Regions from separate parts of the Mus musculus genome. Here regions 1, 2 and 4 are each linked to region 3. The links are chromatin contacts, called in public promoter capture Hi-C maps. All regions are on one chromosome and are shown on one strand. Each heading gives the region's core, a stretch centred on a gene start, on an enhancer-like site or on the middle of the called end of the contact. The rest is flanking DNA. Distances are from core to core; before and after follow the strand shown.

The links. Promoter capture Hi-C pulls out the DNA fragments that hold promoters and counts their contacts.
Region 1: a contact with region 3 is called in a promoter capture Hi-C map of cranial neural crest. The contact joins the promoter of Fam13a here to the promoter of Fkbp9 in region 3. A contact is called at or near these places in 3 of 39 promoter capture datasets (cranial neural crest, hippocampal neurons and liver) and 1 of 115 datasets of contacts at active chromatin or transcription factors (astrocytes).
Region 2: a promoter capture Hi-C map of embryonic stem cells shows a contact between it and region 3, with 3 times the contacts expected there. The contact joins the promoter of Nap1l5 here to the promoter of Fkbp9 in region 3. A contact is called at or near these places in 4 of 39 promoter capture datasets (embryonic stem cells, hippocampal neurons and pre-B cells) and 2 of 9 other capture datasets (adipose tissue and liver).
Region 4: a contact with region 3 is called in a promoter capture Hi-C map of pre-B cells. The contact joins the promoter of Tigd2 here to the promoter of Fkbp9 in region 3. A contact is called at or near these places in 7 of 39 promoter capture datasets (the 3T3-L1 cell line, cranial neural crest, embryonic stem cells and 3 more) and 1 of 115 datasets of contacts at active chromatin or transcription factors (embryonic stem cells).

What each region holds. Positions count from the first base shown.
Region 1 is chr6:59,023,239-59,026,622 of GRCm38.p6, forward strand. It overlaps Fam13a (family with sequence similarity 13, member A), which reads right to left and starts at 1,264. Exons shown (of 18, transcript NM_153574.2): 1 at 1,074-1,264. The coding sequence starts at 1,102. It overlaps Gm52905 (a long non-coding RNA gene), which reads left to right. Exons shown (of 2, transcript XR_003956447.1): 2 at 1-1,672.
Region 2 is chr6:58,905,856-58,909,449 of GRCm38.p6, forward strand. It overlaps Nap1l5 (nucleosome assembly protein 1-like 5), which reads right to left and starts at 1,271. Exons shown (of 1, transcript NM_021432.2): 1 at 1-1,271. The coding sequence starts at 1,112. The coding sequence ends at 642. All of the region lies in intron 23 of Herc3 (hect domain and RLD 3), which reads left to right.
Region 3 is chr6:56,830,677-56,834,208 of GRCm38.p6, forward strand. It overlaps Fkbp9 (FK506 binding protein 9), which reads left to right and starts at 1,383. Exons shown (of 10, transcript NM_012056.2): 1 at 1,383-1,751. The coding sequence starts at 1,531.
Region 4 is chr6:59,207,129-59,210,463 of GRCm38.p6, forward strand. It overlaps Tigd2 (tigger transposable element derived 2), which reads left to right and starts at 1,742. Exons shown (of 2, transcript NM_001081145.1): 1 at 1,742-2,053; 2 at 2,211-3,335. The coding sequence starts at 3,022.

The sequences.
Region 1 (3,384 bases), core at 14-2,513, 2.2 Mb after region 3:
TATTACAGTGGACATGTCAGGACAGCAAAAGAAAAACAACCACACTGGCTCTCACCACAGCCAGCCTGAAGGAATCTCTTTACCAAAAATGATACACTTTTAAAATCATATTTCTGTTGCTAAAGCACAAACAAAATATACATGGGATTGTTTCTTTTCAGTAAATTCATTTCATCTAAGTATTTTCAATAAATTGCCATTACTGTCTGATTTTTGACAATACCATTTTCCATAGAAAACTGTAAATGAAACATATATATGAAGTCAAATGTCACTATCACTAAGTAATTGCAATTCAGATGTAACCATATGATTAGCACAAGTCAGTTTTTAAACTATGAACTGTGACCTTGGGCGGCTCAGACTTTCTGTGGGGACAGGACTCAGTGATTTCTGTAGTGGCTTTAACACACAGCACTCAGCACTCGGGTCTACTTCACCAGCAGTGTGCTTCCTAACAGCCAGGGCTATGTACAGTTAGTTACCTTTATTTATTTCTATAGGACTCAGAGAGACACCCCACCCCCTGCCCCCATCACAGTCCTCAAAAGCAAAGCCAGAACCCTGTGCTCTATCACTCTTACACAGCATTTTTTTTTTCCTTTTTGGTTTTTGTTTTTGTTTTGTTATTTTTTTCCAAGCGTCATTTGGGTAACCAATCTACCTAGAATTATTCAAGGAAAAACATTGTTCTCAACCTTTATTCCGATAACTACAATATACTTGAAGAAAGTCCTTGCCTAGAGAGCAGAGAATCAGATCCATCTATGAGCTCTAACAGCCTGGAGACCCAGGAAGCCCATTCAGTTTGCTTTGCTTCGGTTTGCAGAGGTATTGTCTTAAATACACTTCCCTTAAAAGAAGGTATAGCTGAACCCAATAATCATGAGCAACTACACAAAAGTGTCAGTGAAAGAGAAGTGCGCTATTTAAATGTTTCTATCTGGTCTGAGGAAAGAGCACTGTGCAGAACAGACTGCAAGGTTTGCAGCCTGTTACTAATGATGCCGAGAGCACTGGCCAAGTACGCTGCCCAGAAAATACCAAACAGCATAAGAAGCAGAGAACACTACCTTCGCAGCGGCATGATTTCACAAGCCATCCTCGTGTGCGAATCTGCACGGGATCCCCGAGTGCCTTCCAGTCAAGCCCTGTGTGCAGGACCCGCGGAACACACAACCTGCTGCAGCTGACACTGCCTCTCCACCTCCAGCTGCAGGCAAGGATATTTATCGGCTGCCTCCACATTTACACTGCAGTCCACTTTGACCTTTTGTTCCAGCGAAGCAGCTGAAACCCAGAGCCAATCAGAGGCGGAGCAGTGGAGTGTGAAAGGCTGCTCCTCCTCCTGATCCTCCTCCCGCTTCTCCCGCTCCTCCTTCTGTCCCCACCCCACTTTGCTCTGCTCGCTGCTTAGTGGGCTTGGCAAGCCCCAGCAACCTGAAACTTTCCTCTGAGAGGTTCCAGACAAGTCTGTCAGTCTGTGAAGAGCAACCAATAACTGCAGAGGAGCCCAATCCTGCATGGCTCAAAGTGCAAGAAAAGCCAGCAAGGAAATGCAGTGTCAAGGACAGACAGCGTCCCTTAAGGTCCCGTTTCTTTGAGGCCCAAGTTGGACTGCACCTTGTTTTTTTCTAAAATAAATAAACAAATAAAAACTACCCAAACAGTAGCCAGAGAAAGCTTTTCCAGATTGTTCTAGGCTTTTCCTGACGAAATACCTGAACCCTTGCCCTACCCACAGTTTCTTCCCCAGATACTTATTTACACTAGGTTGTGAGCAGTTCCTGGTGACATCACTCAAGGGGAAGAGGACAAGGTGCCCTAACTGGATTCAGGTCTTCAGGAGATCAAAACATCTACTGGTGTGGCCCTTCTGTTTGTTGTTTTTACATTCTACCCAAAATGTCAACTGCACTTGGAAGAGATTTGTTTCTTATTATATATTCTTATATTTTACAAAACCAATTTTTCCAATAAGATTTTCTAAGTGCTTGTAAATGATCTTTTATTATTTTGTATCTCACATATGTGTGTGTGTGTGTGTGTGTGTGTGTGTGTGTGTTTGCCTGCATCTGCATGGCATGTGTGACTGTTGCCTAAGGGGGCCAGAAGAGGGCATTGAATCCTCTGGAACTAGAGTTACAGATGGCTAAGTGGCCATGCTGGGAACCAAACCTGGGTCCTCCAGAAGAGCAGCCAGTTCTCCAGCCCCTGTAATTTCTTCAGGGCCACTCACTATTTCTAGGGAAGTAATTGTAGTTCACAGGCTTCATACAATGCAAGAAACACATCTTGTACAATTTATTTCATATTATGCAAATTTAATAAGTTCTAACACAGCCTACTTTCGCATTAACCTGATACAAGCTAGAGTTACATAGAAGGAAAGAATCTCAATTGAGAATAGCTTTTAAGACCTTTTTCTTAATTAGTAACTGGACGGGGAGGGCCATTGTGGATGGTGCCACCCTGGGCTGGTGGTCCTGTGTTCTATAACAAATCGAGGTAAGCATGTCACGATGAGCAGGCCAGTAAGCAGCATTGGTCCACAGGTTCTGCATCAGCTCCTGCTTCTAGGTTCCTGCCCTCTTGGAGTTCCTGTCCTGGCTTTTTTAAATCATGAATTTAATGTGCAAGTGTGAGCCAAATAGTGTGTGAGGGCGCGCATGAGCGTGCGCGCGCACACACACACACACACACACACACACACACACACATTTGCTTTCTGGTCATGATGTTTTCATTGCAGTAATAGAAACCCTAACTAAGACATATTGCAAATTAAAATTACCTGTGCTTATAGAAAACATTTACATTTTAGTAAGAGTTTTGATAGTTTATTAAAATAACCTTGGCATGAAGGAATACCTTCTGCAAATAAAAGGCAGAGACACCCACACACAAACACACACACATACAGAGAGAGAGAGTCAAAAATCCTTACGTGTTCACCTTGTAACTATGAACTTTGATCTTAGATTAGAGAGGACATACATTTCCCCCATTTTAACTAGGATAGATTAGTGTAAAGCCTATGACTAGAAAAGCCATTTTCTTTTCCTCTAGTCATACCTTGAAATCTATTAAGGGTTTCTGGTGGGACTAATAAAAAGCATGCCTGATTCTTTTCATTCTCAAAGGCTTAGAGGACTAATCATTTTGCTGCTGTTGTTGTTGTTATTTTATAGTTTCATTGTCAAGAAAAGTGACCTACCCTAGCTGTGTTTTGGTTTTGAATGCATGTATGTAGGTAAACAGAAGCACCAGATGCCCAGCAAAACATTCTTAAAGCTACATCTACAGCCACCCCTAGACATCAGCTAAGGAATCCCAGTCAGAACTATAACACTAGAGTCACTGGTTGAAGATTTCTAGGCAGAA
Region 2 (3,594 bases), core at 21-2,520, 2.1 Mb after region 3:
TACATGGAATACACCCTCATTTTTGAAACCATGTTCTTTCTGTAAATGCAAATATTTAAAACATTTTTTCACAACTTGAAATGGCAGTTTTCCTAGCCACATAATCAGTAAATGCTGTCAGTCCAGGCTTGCTCCATGCCAAGGCTCCTCTGGAGTGTAAAGCTGATGTCTGGGTTTGCAAAAGCAAAAGTCTTAAAGATGACGTCGTTCCTGGGTTCCTTTTCCTCTGCGCTGGAAAATGTAAAGAAACTGAAGAATTAAGCATTGAGAAGAGTTCTGTCTTAGCTTGGATGTTCTGGTGTAGTGTGATGAATGGATTTCAACGTGTGACGCACTTTTAATTCCCATCTAACTGACAACCTTTCAACAGTCTCAAGTCCAGTTCTCACAGAAGAGCAGGGAGAAAAAAAAAAGTTTAATTAGGCTTTTTTTTTTTTCTAAAAAACGTCTTTTAGCATCTGTTTTACACAAATAAAAGTCAGATTAGAAACGGGCTAGCCAGAATCTACTTGATTCAATTTAATTTTAGGAATGTCAGAATAGATTCACATTTTATTTTGGGCAAATCCTGAGCCTTTTAAAGTCTGCCGACATTGGAAATAAAAGGGGCAGGGGATTTATCACCTGTCAGCTTGCTGTGCTCACTTCTTGGCGAAGTTGGGACCCCCAGTTGCGCCAGCTGCAGCCTCTTCTTCCTCCTCCTCCTCCTCGTCGTCCTCTTCCTCGTCATCTTCATCATCCTCTCCCTCCAGGGTCCACGCGCAGCCCTCCATCTCTCCGGTGAGCTCCTGGATCTTGGCGAGCAGGGGCTTGTAGATATCGTTGTACTTCTTCTCCAGAGCCTGGAATTCCTTGTCAAACTTGGCCTCGATCTTATCGCAGCGCTTCTGCAGCTTTTTGAGCGCCAGAACCCGGCATTTCACGGAATTGGGCAAGCTCTCCATAAAGTCTTTTTTGGGCTTGGGCGCGTTCTCCGCGGGGGCCTGGGGCTCCTCGGCCGCGGGAGCAGCGGCACTGTCACCGGTCGCGGCATCTTCGCCACCCTGGGCGCCTTCCATTACCTCGTCCTCGGCGCGGCTCTCAGCGGGTCCCTGCTTCTCGGGGTCGGCCATGGCTACTGCTCGGCTCAGCTGGGCTTGTTTGCCGCAGTGGTCTGGTGGTTGCGCAGTCTGCAATAGAGCTGGTCCAGAGAGGTCCTGCAGCTGTGATTGCGGCTGGTCCAGAGTGCGTCTGAAGATGCGGCAAACGCTGACGGCTGTGGTGACGTCCGCGCGGCCGCTTCGCGGCTCGCGGCAAGTGAATGGCTGCTCACTATCAGCTGATGGTTGTGCGCACACACTGCACCAAATTGTTGCTATGCTGCTATCTCCGAGGTCTCTAAAACCTGCCACTTAGACACCCAGCCCTCAGCATCCGCCCCCACCCCTGCAGAACTGGCTGGAACCAGCTCGAGGCTGAGACTGTATTTTTCCATACCTGTTTATACACCCCCCCCCCCCAATCTGTTTACTGTGTGCTCCCCCTCCCATCTTAGTTCTCCAAATCCGCAATGCACCTGACAATCTTTGTTGAAAGTGCGCCATAGCTAATGTTGGTAAGCCTTGGTTATGGGTACATTTCCAAGCCTGACTGCGTCTTAAATTCACTTTCAGAGAACAGAAATGCAGGAGAACCATTTTCCTTCACCTTTGCAGACCCACAGTGCGTGCCTGTATCTGCGCAGACCATCTTTGGCTCTTAGAGCACAGTTAGACATCTCTGTTAAACCTATATCCTCGTGGCAAATTGTTCCGGGAGGGACCTTGGCATTGATTCTGTAAGTGTTTGTGTGGCAAATTTCTGCGCTGTGAGCATTCTAGTAGGTTTCACACAATTGCCTCTGAAAAGAAATAAAGTGAGGGTGAACAGAAGAAATGCAAAGCCCTAGAAGTGTCCAACCGTGTGACATTGTGAAAAGATGCTGTCATGTATAGATGTGTAGGGCCCAATTCAGTTTTTGGGTGGAGGCACACTGCTTCCAGTTAGCAGATTAAACATGCCCATAAAGGCTGGGGAAAAGAGGTCATTTTAATACATCTTGAAATGCGTGTTTGATCCTACACTTCCTTAGGGACCCACAGATGCTTCTACAGTCATTTGTCACCAAACACTTCACAGTTAACCATCTGTTGTTTGAATCTGCTTGTAATTTGTATGTGAGAGCTTTGGAAAAGACCATAAACATCAAAGTCTTGTTTTCTAATAATGAAGTGATCTTTTATTTTTTTCCCCATATAAGCCAGAATTAGAGAGTTATTTGTTTTGTTTATCTATCTATTTATTTATTTATTTAGCTGGTCCAGTCTAGCTTTAAACTATGTGAACTCCAGGTCCTTCCTGCCTCCTTAGAGCTTCTAGAATAAAGAGCAGGGCACAACTTTTAAGTGGTTCCTAGAGGATACATTCATTACCTATTTAGATCTGTCTTTCTCTGTGGTGGGTCTTGCCAGAGTTTTATGCATATGAATTTCATAAGAAATTTCTCTCTTTTACTTCTTACGTGTATTAACTTAATTGTATGTAAACCATTTAGTGCTGACATGGAGTAAGCACTGAATATTTTTAAAGTAAAATTACTGTATTAAAAACAAATACTTTTGTCCCTCTGATGAAAGAAAGTGAAATATACAAAATACCTTTTTAACGTACTTCTGAGTCCTTTAGTTTGTTTTACTCCCCCCTCCTGCCTTGTTCTTTTTTTCATTACATTTTTGTCTTTATTTATCGATGGAGTGGTTGCACATTCAGCAGTATGAGTATCTGTTGGTTCTATCATTCCGACTACGTGCTTCTGGGAATCTCACTTAGGTCTTCAGGCTTAGGAGCAAATGGTTTATTTGCTGAGCTACTTTGCTGAACCTTTTAGGACTTTTACTTTTTTACTCACAAGATCCTAAAACTTAGACTAGGCTGTTAGTAAAGCCTAGCATTTGGGAAGTATTTCTATAAACAAATGGGTCAGTGTAAGCTCTGTGGTAATCAAGATATTGAATAGTAACTTTACTCCCCTAAAATACCCATGGGGCCTTTCCCCTACAATGCATATGATACATTGATCTATACACTGTCTTAATAATTCTATTCTCTTGTTTTGTCTCTCGAGACAGAGTTCTCTCATGCCTTTACTTTCATGAATTTGGAATTGTGAACCAAACAAGCCCTTTGACCCTTAAGTTGCTTTCATCAGGAAATTTTATCACAGCAATAGGAAAGGAAAGTAATTACAGGCAAAGGTTGGTTCTATATCGGGGCTTTTTTTTTTTTTTTTTTTTTTTTTTTTTTGGTTAGGAACACAATAAATATGGCAGCACAGGCATTTCTTGGACAATTTCATTTCCGCTGGATTTATTTCTCTGTAAGTCTGTTATTGGTAGATAGAAAAGCTGCTGACTTTTGTACATTGATTTGCTATATTGTTGCTCTGATGAAAGTATTTATCAGATATCAGCCTTATTGTGAAGTCTATGATATATTAAGGATAGGATCTTATTATCTGAAAATAGGGATGCTTTGTGTCTGTCCCTTTCTATTTATAGTCCTTTCATTCCTCTCCTT
Region 3 (3,532 bases), core at 133-2,632:
GTTACAGACAGCTGTGAGCTACCACATGGCTACTGGGTATTAAGTCCAGGTCCTCCTTCCTACTTGAGACTCTGAGAAGGCTTTGCTCTGCGTAGGATAGAGGAAAAAAAGAAACCCGTGCTAACGTAACTTATCAAGAATTTGTAAGACAAAAGTTCAATCCACAGCTCACACACATATACTCAACCATCTGGTTTTTCCACAAGGCAGCAAGAACGGCCACTGGATAAAGGACCTTGTCTTCTATGAATGGTGCTGGGGAACTGAATATGCATAGGCTAGATAAACTAGAACCACATCTCTTGTATACAAAGGTCAACTCAAAATGGACGAAGACTTAAATTCAGCCTTGAAACTATTGGGGAAAAGCTGGAAGGGAGCCCTGGAAAGGTGGCCCGGCAGTTAGGAGCTGAGAGTAAAGAAAGGTTTTGATTGATTCTCAGGTTGCTTGATTCTAAAAGTAGATTGCGGTATTGATTTTCAAGGTCCAGGGAAGCAACGTGGAGCGCCTTTTTGTTCTCTTCTTTTCCTTTGATGATTTAACTTGAAGTGACGTTAGCACGGATTTCTTTTTTCCTCTCTCTCTTGTTCTGTAACTTAGGACACTCCAAGGTTTTTTGTTTTTGTTTTTTTCCAAGTAGGAAAACTGATCACTAACCTTTTTTTGAGGGCCACCTATAGCTTCTTATTAGATCGTTGGATTCTAATCATAGGCTCTATACTAATTTTTAAAGTATCTTGTTTTCTCTTCACTTTGCAGATGTCTCTGATACTTTGTTAACCAGCTCACTCAGGTAGCTGTTGTGTTCCATTTGCTCAAGTTTTATTTAGCATCTTTGCTAAAAAAAAAAAAAAAAAAAAAAAGAACTTGTTTGGTGCCAACTGCTTATTTTTCTCGTTTGTGGGTGTCTTTAGTAGATTTTGGTATCTGGATTATTTGGTAGCTTCCCAAAACAAATTGAGAAAGCTCTGTTGATTTACTTTTAATACTCCAAAGCTTTAATAAATCGAGGATTCATTTAACTAGGGGTCGCTTGTGGGATCTGGAGCGCTGGCCAAGCTGTCACGTGTTAGGAACTTAATTCACTGACCACATTAGTTCACAGCAACTCAAAAACATTCTGAGGGAAGTTCCAGCCTGTTTATTGTGTATGTACACCCCCAGTAACTAAGTTTTTAAAAAAGACTCTTAAGTTTCCTTCCTTTCCCAGAGCAGCAAGGGGAAACTGGATCCGCTGCCACGTAGGAGTCTCCATATCGTCTCTTGGGATCCGCAGTGCTCAGGCGCGGGGCCTGGCAGTCAGAGCGATCCTCTCCCGGCTTCTGGAGGCGGGGAAGGCAGAGGAATTCCCAGGCCGGTGGACGCCCCTCGGGCTGGGCGCGGCTCCTCCCCTCGGCCCGGCACGGGGCGGACGCGGGCGGCGGGGGGCGGGCGCTGCGGCCCGGGGCTAGCCGGGAGACCTTTCCACGTTTGCATCGCCGCGGCGCGCCCAGCCTTGCCCCTCGCCTCCCCGGAGTCCAGGCCGCGCGATGGCATTAGGGGCCCGGGGCTGGCGGCGCCGGTCGCTGCTCCTGCTGCTGCTCTGGGTGACCGGGCAGGCAGCCCCGGTGTTGGGCCTGGCTGTGAGCTCGGAACTTCAGATCCAGCAGAGCTTCGTGCCTGATGAGTGTCCGCGCACGGTGCACAGTGGCGACTTCGTGCGCTACCACTACGTGGGGACTTTCCTCGACGGCCAGAAGTTCGACTCCAGGTACCCCGTGCCCCCACACTCCCCAAGGACCTCCACCAGCCCGCCCCCACCCCCTCCGCCGCCCTCCCCATGCGTTTGGAGGTGTGCTGAGCCTTCAGCCATAGTTGGGACCTTAAGATTGCGGACAGGACAATTCCTCTTTTCCTCTCTGCCCCGCACAGCGGAACACGTTTTTCAGACATGTAAAATGGCCACTCAGCGAGACCTCCAAGAGTGGGTGATGCTCGCCCGCCTTCTTGGTGGTCCGTCTTGACTGGTCTCTGGGTTTCATCCCTGGATTGTCTAGACAACCCAACCTTAGCATTGACTAGTGGGAGGAGGAGGTAGGTGTCCCATAATTGCAGTCACTGTACTGAACTGTTGAGGTGTTAGGCAACGGTATATATATATATATGCACGAGCTCATTTAAATCTTTGGGGAGTTACAAGAAGAAACTTTTTTTTTTTTTTTTTTTTTTTTTTTTTTTTTTTACCAATTAAGTAACCAAGACCAGTGAGACCTGTGCAAATATTGGATTCAGGCTGTGGGAATTCAAATGCTGTGCCTGTGTGCAACTCCTGTGCCCTCCCCTTCTGGCTTTACAAAAACTGTGGGAGAGATGGCCTGGGCTTGCTCATGTAACTTAAGTTTTCAGCTCATTTCAGCCTTGCCCCTTTCTTCAGGCTGCTGTTTCTAACCCTGGGCTGTGTCCTTGTGGTGAAGCACTCCATTAGACAGGGAACTGTTGTGCCTGAATGGGCTTATTATGTACAATATAAGCAGCCACACATGAGTATGTAAAAACATTTAAGGTTGTCAGTACTATGTGGCACAAAGCAAAGGCTTAGATATGGTTAGTCCTCCTTAGTGGTAATTATTTTGGGGGGTGCACAGGGAGATTGAACCCAGGACTGTACATTCTAGGCAAGCTCTGTATTTTTGAGCTATATCCTCAGTCCTAGTCATACCATTGTTTCAGTTGTAGTTTTTATACCAACCCACCTTAATTGAGGTATTCCCCTGCTATGTAGTTCTCCTAGAATGTATAGGGCTCATGAGATGGCTCTGTGGTTAAGGCACTCGCTGACAAGCTTGATCATCTAGTCAGTCCCTGGTACTCTCATCGCCAAAGGAGAAAAATGACTCCCACAAATTGTACTCTAATCTCCACATGAATGTCATGGCACACTCTCCATAAAAAATATGCAAAAAACCTCTGAAAATATAGATTATAAGGTTGATTTTTAAAAATATTTCATTTCTTTTGGCTATATACCCAGGACTGGAACTGTTGAATCAAATGGGACTTAAGTCTAAGTTTTTGAGGCCCAGAATCTCAAAAGTAACTCCCAGTTGTCTTGTGTAATTCACCTTTCACTCCCTCCCTCAGTGTCCCTAGTTCTTCATGTTCTTTTTAAAAATTATATTTTCTGGATGTGGTGATACACACCTTTAGTCCCAGCATTTGAGAGGCAGAGGCAGGCAGGTCTCTGTGAGTTCGAGGCCAGCCTGGTCTACATAATGTGTTTCAGGATTGCCAGAGCTGCATAGTAAGCCTCTGAGCCCTCATCAAGGCTTTGATCTTTATATCCGTAATGAGGTTGAACATCTGTTCGTGCGCTCATTAGTTATTTGGTTTGTTACTTTCATATAAAGTGCTTTTTTGCTTGAACTGATGGTAACTAATAATTTCCACAGGGACAAGTTCTCCTCTCTAGGGGTGGCTACTAGGACAGTGGGAAGAGCACCTTGGTACAACCATAGCATTTATACACTGTCTACCCTTAAGAGTTCTAGTGTT
Region 4 (3,335 bases), core at 492-2,991, 2.4 Mb after region 3:
ATTCCCTCATGGAGGGCGTGGGTAGTTCATGTGGTCACAGGTCTTGTAGGGTTCTAGAGGCTTGACAGCCTTTATGATATCGGCATCTGGCTTTTGTTCTTCATGAGGTTACAGAAGGGGTAAACAATTGACTGGGGGTAGATTCTACAAATACTCATCAAACACACTATGGAGAAGGAAATTAGCTTCCAAAAGTGGGATGGGCAAGCAAGGCAGGATTTTTTTTTCATTTTTTCTTCTTTAATACCATAGGCCACAGTGACCCCAGGAGGCTGGAAGAGAGGAAAGCCAGGCAAACTTCCGTTTGGCTAAGAACAGCCTGATTTCTATGAGGTTGGCAGTCTGAAAGCTAGTTCTCCTCTGTTAAGGAATGAACAGGTGCGAGTGTTTTTGCGCACTCCTTAAGAACGAGAAGGGAGAAGGGAAGTTTTTAAAAGCAATATGAATGAAATTGTTCTTTACTAGGAATGGTCATTTGGAACCACTCAGATTGCTTCCTTGTAAGCTTGAAGCGGGTGAGAGTTATGGGAAGTCTACTTTCAGGCAAAACTAGGGCTTGTCCAAAGTCATCCATAGGACAGCAGAGATAGATCAAAGATCAAAGGATTTCCATCCAGCAGGCCAGAGAGTGGAAGGGTGGGACTCTGAGAATAGCAGCACAGAGAAGGCTTGGGAGACAAAAGAGGGCCAGTAATCAACATTCTTTCTCTGCAGAGTGAATGAATGCTTGGTTTGATTTCCCTCTCTCCTGGTGCTAGAATTCTAGAGAAACAAACAAATAAACAACCTCTTCTGAAACAGAATAATCCACATTAGGTTGTAGTTTGTGGAAGAAGGATTTAAAAACAACACCACCTAAAAAACTATTATGCAAGAGAGGGGCTCTACGCTGGGACTGGATACAGGTGGAAGTCTTGAAATTCCCCTTTGACAGCAGGAAGTGGTCCTTATATTCCTGCACCAGCATTAAGGTCATCAGTGCCGACCGTCATGCTGGCTGGCCTCTGGTATCCGGCTCTGTGTTGCCGCAGCCGCAGAAGAGGGCAAAGAGGCTCTGTGCACTCCCTGGGCCTTTTTATTTTTACATTTGATAACTAGATTTAAGAAAAATAACAAGTATCAAGTACAACCTTTAATCTCTTAAATTTCACAGTAGGTATTCCAAATATTTGATTTTTGGCTTTTGGTAATTATATAATTTTTCAAAAAACAAAACAAAACAAAACAAAACACCACAGTGGATTTAAGACTATTCATTTAATAATTTAACTTCATAAAACATCAATACTAAATTGTAACATTGTAAACATGATTAAAATATATCTTAAGCTACTGAAGAAAGAAAAAAGAAAAAAACAACATGATCCTCAAAACAGCACAACTCTCACTTCCTTGGACACAAATATAGGAAAATTACCCAAATGATACTAACAGAACAACCTGTTAGTTAGAAGATAACAGAAGAGAGTCCTTGAGGGAAGATTCCTGGAAGGTTACAGCTGTAAACTCATTAGGGCCTTAAAATATTCCCTGAGTCTTACCAGAAAGAAAACCTTGCTATTATTCCCTTCTCATCTGCAAAGTCCGGCCACCTAGAATCACCCTGCGTCGCCCTCTGCTGGTCTCAGCCGTGAGCCACACGCTGGGTGTCCGGAGGCGGAGCATTGGCCAAGCCCCGCCCCTCCCCCAGAAGCCGCGCCCCCGTCAGCGGGCTCGCCCGCGCATCCCGCCCCTCGCCGACAACACGTTCCTGCGGGGGCGCGCGCGCGCACCTAATCCCCTGCCTTCCGGCTCGGCCGCGCAGCTCCGTTGCGCGCTCGCTCTGCGGTGGCTGGCGGGGTCGACTTCGCTGGGGACTTCCTCTGCTGGCTCTGCGTTCTGGCCGGTCAGGCGGAGCGATGCCCGCACCCTGCTTCCCGGCGTCCCGCGCGCCTGGTGACCAGTCGCTCGCTGTAGGGCTGCGGCCGTGACCCTCTGCCTCCGACTTTCACCCAGCGTCCGGCTCGGAGCTTGCTGGCCGGCGGTCTCGGAGAGGCCCTGGTAGTGTCAGGAGGTAGGCTCTCAGCTCCCGGGTGGTGCCTGCGAGCGTTATTTGTCTATTACCTGTCAGGTTGATAGGTGGCAATGTCCTAGACACAGTTGCAGGGGTAGGTATGAGTTATACGGTGGACTGATACTGAAAGGAAAACGTGTTTGGTATTTTCCTATAGGTTTCAAAGGCTCGAGTACCTCTACCACCCCAGCAGCTACTTCTGTGGTCATGGAGATCTTCTTGCACCAGGATTACTGTATGGTCTTCACCCAGCCTACCACCCCCTAGTTGCAGCCTTGGGTCCTGATTTCCACCAATGAAGTTTTTTATCCTTTCTTGAATCATGTGACATCACTTGTCCGCTGTTTCCCTTTCAGTTGCCATTAGCAATAAGTTCTTTTTGGTTTAAAGTACTGAGTTGTTTGCCTGTCCACTTACATTCTAAGAGGTGAGACAGCTCACCTCTGCTCGCTGTGACTTTCATAGGTACTCATCAAGAGTCCTTGCCTTGAAGAGAGCGTTCACTCACTTGGCTGTCTGACACAGACATCAACAGTCAGGCTGTGAGGCTTCCTGCTCCGTGTTTCTGTCTGTTAAGTGTGCAAGCCCGAGTAAAACTGTTTTCTTGAACGTAGCATAAGAAAAAAAGAAAAAGAAAAAAAGACCCATGGTAATGGCAAAAATTGATCATCATGAGAATGTTTTAGAAACCTCGGTAGGACAATATTGATTCAACTTAGAGCTTTCAGTAAGGCTGCAATTTAATGAAAAGAGCAAGGAGGAAGAAGAGAAACAAGGGTTATCTGGAGCTATTCGTTGTCATAGGAACAGGTTAAGTTCTAAAATGCAAAGGGAAAAACTCGGACTTTCGTTGAAAATTGTTATAACATCCAAGTCTTAGGGAACAGCTGAGGACTCTTAAGCCTCCATTTTCTGGTCTCTTTGTGTTCAAATCTAAGTTGTTAATTGTCTAAAATAATTAGACTAAAATGTTGGGGAAACGTAAACGTGTGGTCCTGACAATTAAAGACAAACTTGACATTATTAAGAAGCTTGAAGAAGGCAACTCCTTCAAAAAACTTTCTGTCCTGTATGGAATTGGTGAATCCACAGTTCGTGACATTAAAAAAAACAAAGAGAGAATTATAAACTATGCCAACAGTTCAGACCCAACTAGTGGGGTGTCCAAGCGTAAATCCATGAAGTCGTCAACGTATGAGGAGCTTGACAGAGTGATGATAGAATGGTTTAATCAACAGAAAACAGATGGCATTCCAGTGTCTGGAACGATCTGTGCAAAGCA